Regions from separate parts of the Mus musculus genome. Here region 2 is linked to region 1. The links are chromatin contacts, called in public HiChIP or PLAC-seq maps. All regions are on one chromosome and are shown on one strand. Each heading gives the region's core, a stretch centred on a gene start, on an enhancer-like site or on the middle of the called end of the contact. The rest is flanking DNA. Distances are from core to core; before and after follow the strand shown.

Region 1 (6,346 bases), core at 2,267-4,766:
TTGAAATATAGGGATGAAACCAGGGAAAATGTAGAGAATTAAAAGATTAGAAACACCTTGTGGTTAATGTAAAGTCCATAACACAGTCTCATATAGAGAATTTGAAGGTTCTTATTATTTTTAAAATAATCAACAGCCCCCAGTTTCTTCGTATTCCATAAAAGAAAAAGGCAATATCTTTTCTTTTAACTACTGTTCTCCTACATAGAAAAGAATGCAGTTCAATGTGTTGGTAATATGCTGTGTCAAAAGATAATTTGTCATATTAAAATTTATAGCAAATCAATTCCACTGTACATATTAGTGCAGACCTTTTAGAAAAATAATTTAATATATAAATACAAAGTGAATTTATTATTAAGACCCTTCTTATATTAAAGTAGCATTAAAATTTCAGTTACTTTGTACTAACCATAAAAATAGAAATGTCAAGACCACAAGTCCAGTTACTATCTTACTCATGCTGTGTGACATCGCACATTTGTTATTATATGATATAATATGCATGCATAAATAATATACATGCATATATAGCATGTATTTTGTGATATGTAAATATGATGTCATGCCTTTAATTGACCTTAAGCATATTTTACATGCATAGGCTGTATTTTCTTTTTATTTATGCCAAGTCCGAGATAACTTGGGAATGTACAGAAGTCTGCTGGCATGAAGGTGACGTGCAAGGGGGCGAAGTTCTTCGGAAGTGTAAAGGCACACAGCAAACAATCCACGTGTTTTGGGTTTGATGCTCACCATCACCACACTCACAGAAAGAGCCTTTGAGCGTGATGACACGTGTCCAGAACCAAGTCACTCTCAGAATCATTGAATCTGAACTCCAAATATAGCATTTTCACACAACATTGAAAGTTATTGTTTCCTATTGCATTCTGTGTAGTGGTGGAGAAGTCTGAATTGAAAATGAAGCTTGATTACAGGAATCATGAGAAGATAGGAGAGAAAATCCTAAACATTTCATTTCATTAAAGGTTTTAAATGTTCAGCTGGGTTAGCAATACTTCCGGTCATTTCTATAAAGATGTAAAACCATTTCTGAAGGAATGAAAAAGGTCAAAAAAAGATTTCCTTAAAAACAGCCATAACCACCACAACTACCGCAAGCCTTTTTGCTGTGTGCTCCTTTCCCACAAAGGTAACCAAAAAGCCCAGAGATATGTGAGCAGAATCAGACCTAACTTTCTCAAAAATGCTTGTACTGTGATCTAAAGCTGGAGCCTGAGATGCAAAACCTAACTTAAAAAGCAAAGTACATTGGTATATTTACTTTGAATACACCTTGTCTTTGAAGTTCTTTTTTATTTTCTGATCCATTTTCTTTCTATTTCAATGTTTACACCTAAGGTGTATATTTAATAGTCTTACTATTAATGCTTTTAATGATGTTAACTTCATCGTTAACTTCTTTTCGGTGTTTAATTATGAGTCCTTTTTATGGTTAGGATGTTGTTTTACTTGCAAAGCATTTTACTTCTTTGTATATTAAACCAACTGAATTTCAACTTTTTATAACTGCATAGTAGAACTACTTAATTTCCTTCTGATTTTAATACTTTAAATTTTGAGGGAGAGGTGGTACTTATATATTAAAGCCACCACTGCTTACATCCTTACTAAATACATAACCATGATTCACAGGATTCTTTTGTCCTCTGCAAGAATTCAGCTAAAGTGGCAGAGGGCAAGTTAGCCTTAACTTCTGTGCTCATCCTGTGTTCTTTAAAACTGTCCAAATTGTATTAGAATTTGCTTATAATGATGTTCTATGATTTCCTTGTCGGGATACCTGCATTTGTGGAAAACTTAATATTGATTTCATATGTCTTTTGCCATCTTTGGACAGCCTGGTTAGCAATTACAGCTCCTGGTGGCATCTCTTTTGTCTTTTCATAATTGTCATTTCTTGTCCTCTGCTTAAGATTAAAATATGAAAATTGTACCACATGTGCATCAAGAGTGCATTAACCAAGTCGTCAGCAGTGTCTGCGATACACCATCATTTAGCCGCAGTTCTTGCCCTTACCTCTTCACTTTATTTACGAAATTTGCATGCTACAATATAAACTTGAATGAAAAATGCATTTGAAGGTGAGCCTCCCCGATATCCAGTCCTCGTCAGGATCATTACCATCTTCCTGAGAAACCACTGGGGTCTTTCGTGCATTTGCTTGTCTGTGCCAAATGCAGTCTGCCCTTCAGACTGGGATCTCGCAGAGGCAGGCAGAGCTGTGCCGTTAGTTTCTCTTACTTTAAAAAGCCTCCCAGTTTCTGAGAGTTCTCGCCAGGACTCTCATCTCAGTCTGCGTTTTGTAAAACAAATACGGTTTTGTACAAGTATTTAAAAAAAAATCATGGAGCAGATCGAAGTGAATTCTTCCTGACCACAGACGGTATCTAGCAGACACAAATTTCTTCAGAGCTTTGTGAAGAGCTGTAGCAAAATTCCAAACTAAACCTGTCCCATTTCAAGAGCAAATATGCCTATGTGGGGAGAAAGGTGGGGTGGGGTGTGACCCTCCCAGACCACTTACATTAAGAAACAAACCAAACAGAAGTTCAAAAGGTATTTACATTTAAGTGGCGGGGAAAGAAATTTTCAGCTAATTTGAGGATTGTGTTGTTTCTTGTACCACCCCCAACCAGTCAATTTATATAAAAACCTACAGTTATAATATCTGCTATATTTTAAGATTTTTACTTGACTGAACAGATTTTAAAATGCTTGCGAAGGTTTGTTTCCCCTTCGTTGTATGATGAAAAGAAATACCACATTTTAAAATTAAATTGAATAAGTGCTTGACTACTCCACCCCACACACAGGAATACAGACCTACTTGCCTATCAGCACACTAAATTCAGCTAGTTCCTCCTGCAAAACATTCATTTTAAGAATCCCTATTGTTTTATTTTAGTGCATTTGTTTGGAGACTTTTAAAAACTGACTATGAACAAGGAAACAATAAATGCATAGGCAATTTAGAGCACAGGCAGGCCTCCTTATGAGACCGTGTAGCGCATTTGTGGGTGTTGTTATTGTTGTTGTTGCAATCTAGCTAATAAAGGCTTTCTCTTGCACAAGAGAATTTTGACAGGGTTGACTCCAGACAGCTCTCCAGCTGAGGTCTGGGACCTTGCTGAACCTTCAGAATTTTCCCATTTGAGCTGCATCAAAGTGAAGGAAATTCAAGGATCACTAACGTCTCAGATGGTAGCACTTGCCCTAACAACGAAGGTTCAGGAATTCTTTGGAGCAGACTGAGGTCATTTTTCTCCCCTTTTCTCCTAATGCTTTTCTCTATTAATCAGAGCTCAGAGCTCAGATTGGTGTTCAACTTCCTCCCAATCCTTGCTAAGCCTGTCATTTCTGGCTATTATTTACTTTAATGGACTTTGGCTGATCCCTTATGAAGCTTTGGATCTGAGAATAATAAGGCTGGAGAGTAACGGGCATAGACATGGGTGTGGGTTTGCCTGCAGATTAACCGTGGCAGATGGGCTTTATTGCGGTTTCCTGTGTACTGAGTGTTGATTGAGAGGGTATAATGAGAGAGGTGGTGTCTACACAATAGTCACGGCCACTTCATTGCACTTTGCGTCTAAACAACCCCATTTTTCTAAATCTTTGGGTTGTGAAATTTTAGGAAGTCAGAGCACAGGGACAAGTACAAAAACAACTGTAAATAACCATGAATGTTAATCCAACACTAATTGGTCCTTTCTTTCAATATGAGTCCATTTTGCTCAGTTTTTAAAATTCTGGGTAAATTAATGGCAAAGAGAGTGAAACAAAAAGTTCTTGCACTTGGCTGAAATAGTGAGCAACACGTATACATGTATTTCTCTCTCTCTCTCTCTCTCTCTCTCTCTCTCTCTCTCTCTCTGTGTGTGTGTGTGTGTGTGTGTGTGTGTGTGTGTGTGTGCGCGTGTGTGTATATTTTTGTTTTGTTTTGTTTTTTATCTGTTTTGTTTTGGTCTTCATGTTTTTGTTAATCTGCTTGCTTTTATTAAACATATGCTGTATTTAACTTTAACATCAGACAATAGATGTTCAAGTTGTGGTGACTTCCATAAGCCTTTAGATAGGAATATCTTCAAAACTGATGCTAGCACAATTGCTTTATCCTATGCAGGGTAAGTCAGTGAATGTGGACCCTTTTATATTCCATGTGTTTAATTCAAGCGTCTGCTTGACTGTAACCTACCATGCGGTTAATACATTTTTGTTATAGGTACGATCTAACAGTCTTTTACACGTTGCTCATATTTAAGATTTTACTTAATTCCTCCCTTTCATTAGTGGATTAAATCACAATCATTGGTTCTTTTTTTTCTTTGGGGGCTTTTACCCATCTGTTTTAATGCTTTCATCCTGCACCTCTTGGTCTCAGAGGGGTGTTTGGAAAATGAACCGCCAAAACCTGGAGAAGACTCTAGGTCAAGTTTTCGTCCAAGACTTTAAATTTTTAGTGACAGTCCTCTCTCATGGCTGCCTGAAATTTTGCACACAGTGCTGCACAAGCGAGCACCACCAATTATTCGTTTCCTTTGAAAACCATTATCAAGTTTTTCAAAACTTCTTTCATTTCACTGTTGTCATTCAGTGAAAAGGAAACTAACCACCGTGTCAAGACAACTCAGCTGCCTAGCAACGCAGGGCCACATTTTAACTCTGACTTGCTTCTGGTCTTGACTAATAGAAAGTGACTATGTTAAGCCAGTCACAAACGTTGTTTGTCACTTCTGAAATCCAAACAAAACTATATTGTTTTCCAAAGTATTGGATGTGATTGATGTAAAGATTTACAGTAACATCATTCATTTTCTCTTGTGTTTCAGTAGGATTGATGTCATATCTTTTCATGCTTTATTAAATGCTTTAAAAGGCCTCAAAAAACATGACGCTTTTTGTCCATTAAGAAGTCTAAAAAGAAGGGCATTTTTTTTTCCTTTCCAGTGCACTAGGCTTCAACAACTTGTGAAGTTTAATGAATCTATTCAACTAGTGTCAGCCACATCAATAAGTAATTTAATAAGAAACTATCAGTCATAAAGGATAATTCAATTCAAACAATTACAGAGGAACAGACCAGACCAAGATCAACATTATGGGACAGAGAGAAGAAGAGTTAAGCTTTTAAATCATGAGTCTCCAGATTCATTTCAAAAATTCCCCACAGTTCTATGGTCATGGTTTTGAAAAGCTGTAGGTTGCTATTCTTGTAATTTTAATTATAAATCATATATGTTGTGGTGTTGTAGCATATTTAAGTCCCCCATACACATACAACATGGTTATTCAAAGTGAAGGACTGAACTGTTTAAAAGTAACTTACTTTGATAGAATTGGAGCCAATTAATGTAGTAGACAGGTATTGTATCACTAATTTAAAGTCCCCCCAAATTACTATCCTGGTAATTCTCTGTAAACATATGTGTAATCTATTCCTAGATACATTAAGATGTAACAATCTGCACAATTTGGCTAGACATAATTTGGAAAAGAATAGTGTTCGTCAAAACAAAGTATGACCCGGATATAAAATAAAAAATAACTGCAAGCTTTAATTGTTATCTTCTTATGATACATTTTTTTTTATTCACCAAATGGCCTATTTCTTGTAAATGGGTTTTTCTCTTTTTTTTTTCTTTTACTGGATATTTCCTTTATTTACATTTCAAATGTTATCCCCTCTCCAGTTCTCCCCTCTGGAAACCTCCTATCCCATCCCCACTTCCCCTGCCTCTATGAGGGTGCTCCCGCACCCACCCATGTTGTAATATTCTAAGCAGTAAAATAAAATGTTCATAAAATGTTCTGTAGCTTAAAGGGAAAAAATGCACAAAAATTAACCTGGAAAGAGTAAAATTGGCTTTCCTCTATATTCTGAAAAGAAATCCAGAGTAAAGTGGCGGTTTTTCATAAAACCTTGTTTGTATTCTAAGATCTAGTAATTAAGTAGGAAAATCAAATATCTAATTTAAGATGCTTTAGACATCACTGTATTGGGATGAATACACATACCCCATTATGATGAGTAATAACTGAAATTAAAGGTAAATAGTCTGATTCAAAACGAAAAGGACCTTATGCTTTTATGAAACTTAAACGTCTTCATTCCTAAGCGACATTTTATTCAATTGGCCTGTATTAACATTCAATAAGAGTCAAAGAGTATTAGTCTTAGTTGAAAAGGGAGAACAGCTTCACCTAAGAATATGTTTGAACGATGTTATTGCAGTTGCAAGCCAAGGTGCTCAAAAACACCTGGTTTGAGGCCTTCGGATCAGAACCGTCCTCCCGGTGCTCCGAACATAGGGAAAGTCA
Region 2 (6,501 bases), core at 728-3,227, 840 kb before region 1:
CTTTCAATAAAATTTCTGCAAAATTAGATGATAACAAGACCATGATATTTTAAATTGAATGAATTTGAAGATAGTTAAGAATTAGACTCCCGGTGGAATTCTTTATGTCACAAGCCATGAACACTACTGTTTAATGTACACTCATGCTCCATCTGTTTCCGTTTCCATTACTCGCATCCCCTAACCAGTTTCTCATGCACACTTTCCAGCTCCATGCTGTGTTTTCTATTTATTGAATACATTTCTCACTTCAACATTTTTCCACCTGAGCTGGCAGTTGTGGCTTTTATGGCTGTACACATGCAGGTCTCCTTAGATTATGAACTTCATATTTTTTCATTTGCCTCATGCTTCGGTTCTCCAGCTTAGTAGGCCCTAAAATGTGCAAATTGAGAAGTGGTTTGTAGCAGCCATTGCTATTCAAGGCCATTGGCTTGTCATCAATTAGATTAAAACATTGGTTTACAAAAAAATAATGTTTCTCTTTACTTCATAAAAAATAAAACACTGGCAAAAGGGAACCCAGCTGTGCTAAGAAGCGAATTACTTTATGTGGGTAAGCAAACATCTTCCGGTCAGGACTGCGATGTATTATTCAAGTGCACTTTACTACATCAGTTTTGAAGTAATGTGAATGTTATATGTTATTTCTAAGTAAAATAAGCAAGTGGAAGAGTCTAAAGAGTTGACTTATTTTTATTTCTTTTTCTTCTTCAAACATGCAAGTATCTAGCTGCATTGTTTTTTTTTAAATGCTATCTGCAGTTTTGTGATTATAAGTAAGCTGAGTGACAAAGTCTCATTTTTATAATTTCTCAAAATGTTATATGTAAAGAAACTTACAAAGAATCCCGGATTTCTGAACTTTATAACAGTTCAAACTACTCAAAATTTGATGTGGGCATTGATTTTAACAATAAGAGAACATAGGAAAAGGCATCAATATATTTTCTTCTATATAATCAATAACATAAAAAAGCATATATTTTAGGAAACCCAAAAACACTTGTACTAGAGTTTATTAACTAGTAAAGTTAGAAGCATTTTCATTTTCCTGCTATGTATCTATTGTACACGGCACTATGCAATGATATAATTATACAGTATGTACTATACATTGAGCATAACCTCCATATCTTTTAACCCTCTCTCTTCTTCCCTTCTACTAGTTCTTCCTGTTCTCCCTGACAGTTCCATTTCTATTTTAAACTCATATATAAATACACAATTGTAGGTATCTATACAAAATCTAAATTACATAAAAGAGAAAAACACATATGTATCTTTCTGATAATGGTTTGATATATTATATCTAATTATATCCACTTTCTTTCAAACAACATAACTTTATTCTTTATTCTTCTTTATAGAAGAAAAAAGTTTCATTATGTACATTTGCCATATTTTCTTTAGTGTTTTTTTTTTCTGGTTTGGGACACCTAGATTGGTTCCATAGTTTATGTATTATAAATAGAGCAACAAAAGACATCGGTGTGTACATATACAGTGTATAAGGTTCCGATTTGCCTAACTATAAAATTTTGTATCTTCAAATCAAAAGAAACAGTCTAGATGAGCTGGCTCATATCTTTAATTCCAGCACTCAGGAGGCTAAGGTGAGAGAATTTCTGAGAGTCTAAGACTAACCTAGAAGACAGAAAGAGTTCTATGCCATCTTGTACTGTAGAATGAGTCCTTGTCTCAAAAGATCATAAGAAATACAACTTATATTCAATTCCCACAGGCAAGTGAGTGCTTCTATTTTGATCTTCAAGATCATAGGCACTTCCTTTTAATCAATTGTTATCAGCCCAAGGACTTCGAAAACCTGCTCTTCTATAAAACATCTTTTTTAATGCAAATATCAGACAGAATGTTATCAAAAAGCGAGAAATGGCAGAGCCAGTTGCCTTAATACAAAAGTAGCATTTAAATTTCCTGCTGGCAGATGCATTTGCCAAGAAATGTCTAATGTAATAAATTTAGACAATTTAACCAGCATGGTAGATTTGTCCATTTTTACTGTCAAGCATCAACGCTGGCATTTAACCCAAGTGGAAAGAGACACATGACTAAATTTACAATGAAAGATTCCAAAATTATTAGAGGTTTTCAAATAAGATGGCTCACAGGCTAAATATACATCCATACATATGTAACACATAGTTGATGGACTCATTATTACCATGTGATAAAAAAGTCATCTTAGGCTTGTGGTCTTTGAAAGAGAAAATCCTAGTGTAGTTTCCTTTTGCTATTAAATACATTCTAGAAACTTAAATAATGCACAGAATATACAGGAATCAGCCAAATGCAGTCTAACCCTATCAAATACAGGTCAGCGCCACCATAGCTGCCAGTTGAAATTTCCCCTGGTGGAGCTGGTGAACATTCTGGACACATAGAAAGCCTAAAATTGAGGCAGAATTACTCTGGCATTGTATAAATAATCTAACTGTGACCTGTGAGGTTAAAACCTATAATTGAAGTGATACTTCAAAGCAATGACTACTTTTTCAATGCTATTTTGTGCATCCAGATAGGAAGATGACTTGTTCGGGTTTTGTCAGCCAGGACTAGTACTGCCAAAGTGGTATTTTCAACAGCTGCTGGTGCATTTGTGCTCTGACAAATTAGAAGCTAAATCAAAGCATTAAAGAACATCAAAGACTTAATTTAATGCAAAAACAAGTACTCCAACTGGATCTATTTTACAGTGAATTAATAATGCAGATTTGCACCGAATGTAAATGCTTTGTTTTTTTAAGGTTTGGAAGAAAAATTTTGCTTACAAAATATAAGATCTGCAATACTCACTGTGTAACTTCACAAAAGCAATGCAAAATAATTTGTTGTGCTGAGTAAATTCTAGAAATTTACGAAGTAATTGGCTCTTTAAATTTAAATGTGTATTTATTACCAAAAATTAAGTACACATTACCATGAACTTTGTGACAGGAGAGATAACAGTTGTACCAATGGGCTCAGCTATAGTGCTACTTAACAATTGCCCCAGATGCTGCAAGAGTTCTTTGTCGGTGCTTTTTATATAAGCAAAATAAATGTACGTGCACTGACTACTCAAGCTACACTGCTAACGCATACATATTTACCACATTGCCTAACTCTGTGCTTACCAGCAGTTCTTTACAAAGATGAAAAGACCTTTTAAGGCTATTAGTGGAAACGTAAAATGCAAATAAGAATAAAACTTTATTAATGCTGGTGTTACTATGAACAATAAAGACAAATGATTCTGAAATGGCTTTTTTAACTCCTTAGAAATGCACATAAATATAACCACCTGCATTAAACATAACGTGTTTACAGATAAAGTTGGGCCTGAGAAATTTTATGGAACCACATAGCAGAAATATTAGACTAGAGTCATCCTATTGGTTTCCATAATTTCTAAGTATTATTGTGGTACAGATTTTTCCTAGAAATATCACTAAGCATTACCATAACTTCAAAGTTTCAAAAACAAATGAAGCAAGTTTTTTTTAATTCTTTGTAGTGATAAGATCAGCATCAAATTCCTTTGAGAAACTGAAAACAAATTCTCATGAGAAGATTTGTATGTTAGCATATCTGGTTGTTGTAAAAATTAATATTTAATGCTTAATATTTGGTTATTTTTACAAGTATTTAATAGTATGATTAATTACATTTTTATGTTTGAAAACTCACATTGATCGCTAGATTAATATCTAGGCAAGTTTTTAGAAGTAGTTGGGGCTCACTCAGGTCTTTTCTTCCAGAGGAACTCAGACTCTGACAAACCATTCTGGAGAGAAATATATAAAGTAGCTGGGTTCTCCTATAAACAGAGTGCTCAGTTTCAAAATAGTCAGTTTGTATCTATTATATATTACAATAAAGCCCCTTCCTCATTAATTTTGCTGAAGTCTCCAGATGGGAAACAAAATATTAATTTTGTTCAGCCTTAGGCATTGTTGACTGTTAAGGTGCTCACTAAATCACTGACCTTATTCACATTAATATTAGATTTCTACTATAAAAATTTAGGACCCTTGGGTATAGGGTTCAGTTTGTCATAAGTATAATTAATTGTTTTTAAAAATGATTAATTTGTCAAAATGGCAAAAAAGAAAATATTGGGCAGATGAGGCTCTCAAGCAAGCTAGCCTACCTTAAAGTCATGGTAATACTCATGAAATTATGCAAATTAATTGACTCTTTCAATGTTGCATAAAATGCTGCTTCTAGTACAGTGCATGGAACATTAGGCTGTTCATCCAGCAAAAAAAAAAAAAAAAAAAAAAAAAAAAAGAGGAAGAAGAAAGTTTCATTTCAGAGGCTGGGGTCTTTATAAGCCAGGCCTTGTAAAGACCCAGCTACACTCTATTTTCTACAAAACAGTTGGCTTTCAACCGTTACACAAGGAACTTGTGCTGTTTATTACAATTTTCCTCAAGCAATTGTCAAGAAAGAAAAAAGCTATGTCTTGTGAGTTTTCCCTTCTTTTAACACAAAACAAAGGGAAGAAAGAAAAAAACCCACTGGAGATGCTTTCACCATTGAAACATGAGAAAGGAATGTGATATTTATTATAAAATTATTTAGCAACACAAGCTTTTACAAAGACACAATCATCTAAGCAAGACAGAAAATGATACTGTTATGGTTTTCAATGATGTTCCCATGATGATTTAGTAGAGTTACTAAGCTTTAAAAATAAATAACAAGAACAAAATAAAAATCAATAACCTTAGAATAGGATCCTGTTCAAAGTAAATCAAAAGTTAATTTTCAAAAATTAAATTAAGAAAAACATATATTAATAAAAATTGTAGTTTCATAAATGCACTTATTTTAAATTACTTCTAACATACAAGTGCTATAACACAGAAATAGTAAAAATTAAAATTCAAAAACTAACAAAATTTTCCCTGTATAGTTCTCAGACTTCTCTTATGGAAATGACAGAATCTCCCATGTTAGATTGAAGCTTGCATCAAAGAACGGGTATCCTCCAGTTTGCTTCTGTGTCTCCATTAGACAAATGAACTCTTGTAATCAATTATTATGGTTTGAGGTAACAATTCCAGACTGGGACTATCAGACATGTATTAATTTTCTCTCTCCGCCATGTCTAATACTATATTAATAAACAGTGTGGTGTCTCCCTCAGAGTTATATGGGTTGACTTTTCTCAATTTTATACTAGTTTCAAAGTGACCCCTTGATTATGAAGTTAGAATATTTGATCTTTCCCTTGAGAACATTTTATCTCAATGTGTATATAAAATTGAATACCTGGGCATGGAGATACACACTTTGAATCCCAGGCAGAAGCAAAAGGATCTCTGTGAGTTCTGGGCCAGCCAATGCTACATAACCAACCAAGGAAGCAGAGTGATGACAAATGGCCCTGTAGGTAGAAGGGTGTTCCCCCCCCCCAGAGTTTCATGCTTTGCTATGCTTTTAATATGTTTCTACAAACATTACACCTGTTTTATGTTCGATGAGAAACTGAGGACATAATCAAGTAGGCACTGGTGCTAACACCCAATCTGTTTTTAAAGAGAAAAATCAAATTTAAATAGTTAACTTTTAACCTCAATTTTATTAAATCAAGAGTTTGATTTTTATTTTCTGGCTTTGGAGACGGGATCTCACACAGTAAATAAGACAGTCTTCAAACTCATCTATAACCCAAGATGGCCCCTAACTCATTGCAATCTGCCCTAGCACAAAAATATTTTAAAATCATTTTGTTAATTCTTTGAGAATCTTAAATGCATCCATTGTATTTTGATTCTGTTCACCTGCCAACTCCTCCCTCTGACTCCTTGCTGGTACCTCCCGCACAGTCTTTCCCGCCCCTTCCCGACTTCATGTACACTTTTCTTTTTCTATACCCTACCCAGTCCAATTTGAGCATCTGATATTCTAAAATAACGCAGTTTATTTCATTTTGTTTTGTATTTTGAGACAGGATCCTCCTACATATACCCTGGCTGGCTTGGTATTCATTATGTGTTGCATGTTCGTTTTAACTTAGAGCAATCCTCCTGCCTCCGCTTCATTAGGGGTATTAAAAGGTTATATATACCATCACACAAGCTGTTTAAATTTCACAGTTCCACGGCTGTAACACTGTCAATTGTAAAACCAATAACAATTTTGATTTCCTGAAACATTTGCTACAAGTAATATAAACCAAGTGTATGCTGTGCTTTTGTACCCAAATCTTATTTATTTAGATACAGGTGTTAAATTTTGCTCTCCACTAACACAATTAAAAGAGAGGCTTATGGTTTTATTGATATCATTCTAATTATCAATATAATCAATATTACCAATCCTCTTTTATTTATTTTAAACATATACTAACAGAGTTTTTTTTAACCTGACCCTGTTCATGAAAACCAGCACTGCATTTATATCTAAGTAACTCTTAATGAGGATTGCTTAAATAAAAGAAAAAAAAAATAAGTCAATTTCTACCTACACAAATGGAAATTCACCCAGCTT

The links. HiChIP or PLAC-seq counts read pairs in DNA pulled down with a chosen protein or histone mark.
Region 2: an H3K4me3 HiChIP or PLAC-seq map of embryonic basal ganglia shows a contact between it and region 1, with 6 times the contacts expected there. The contact joins two enhancer-like sites. A contact is called at or near these places in 1 of 484 Hi-C or Micro-C datasets (cerebellum), 2 of 115 datasets of contacts at active chromatin or transcription factors (astrocytes and embryonic basal ganglia) and 2 of 9 other capture datasets (embryonic tail and embryonic trunk).

Annotation. Positions count from the first base shown.
Region 1 is chr9:90,690,306-90,696,651 of GRCm38.p6, reverse strand. The region is part of intron 1 of Gm30905 (a long non-coding RNA gene); the gene reads left to right. Among named protein-coding and RNA genes, the nearest start is that of Gm30905, 11 kb to the left of the region's middle. Within about 2 kb of position 3,516, at least 25 of the 459 cell types and tissues checked have an H3K27ac peak or open chromatin away from gene starts, as enhancers often do. A contact at or near this core is called in cerebellum and embryonic basal ganglia, where this site is marked.
Region 2 is chr9:91,525,132-91,531,632 of GRCm38.p6, reverse strand. The region is part of intron 1 of Gm29478 (a long non-coding RNA gene); the gene reads right to left. Among named protein-coding and RNA genes, the nearest start is that of Gm29478, 120 kb to the right of the region's middle. Within about 2 kb of position 1,977, at least 3 of the 459 cell types and tissues checked have an H3K27ac peak or open chromatin away from gene starts, as enhancers often do. A contact at or near this core is called in cerebellum and embryonic basal ganglia, where this site is marked.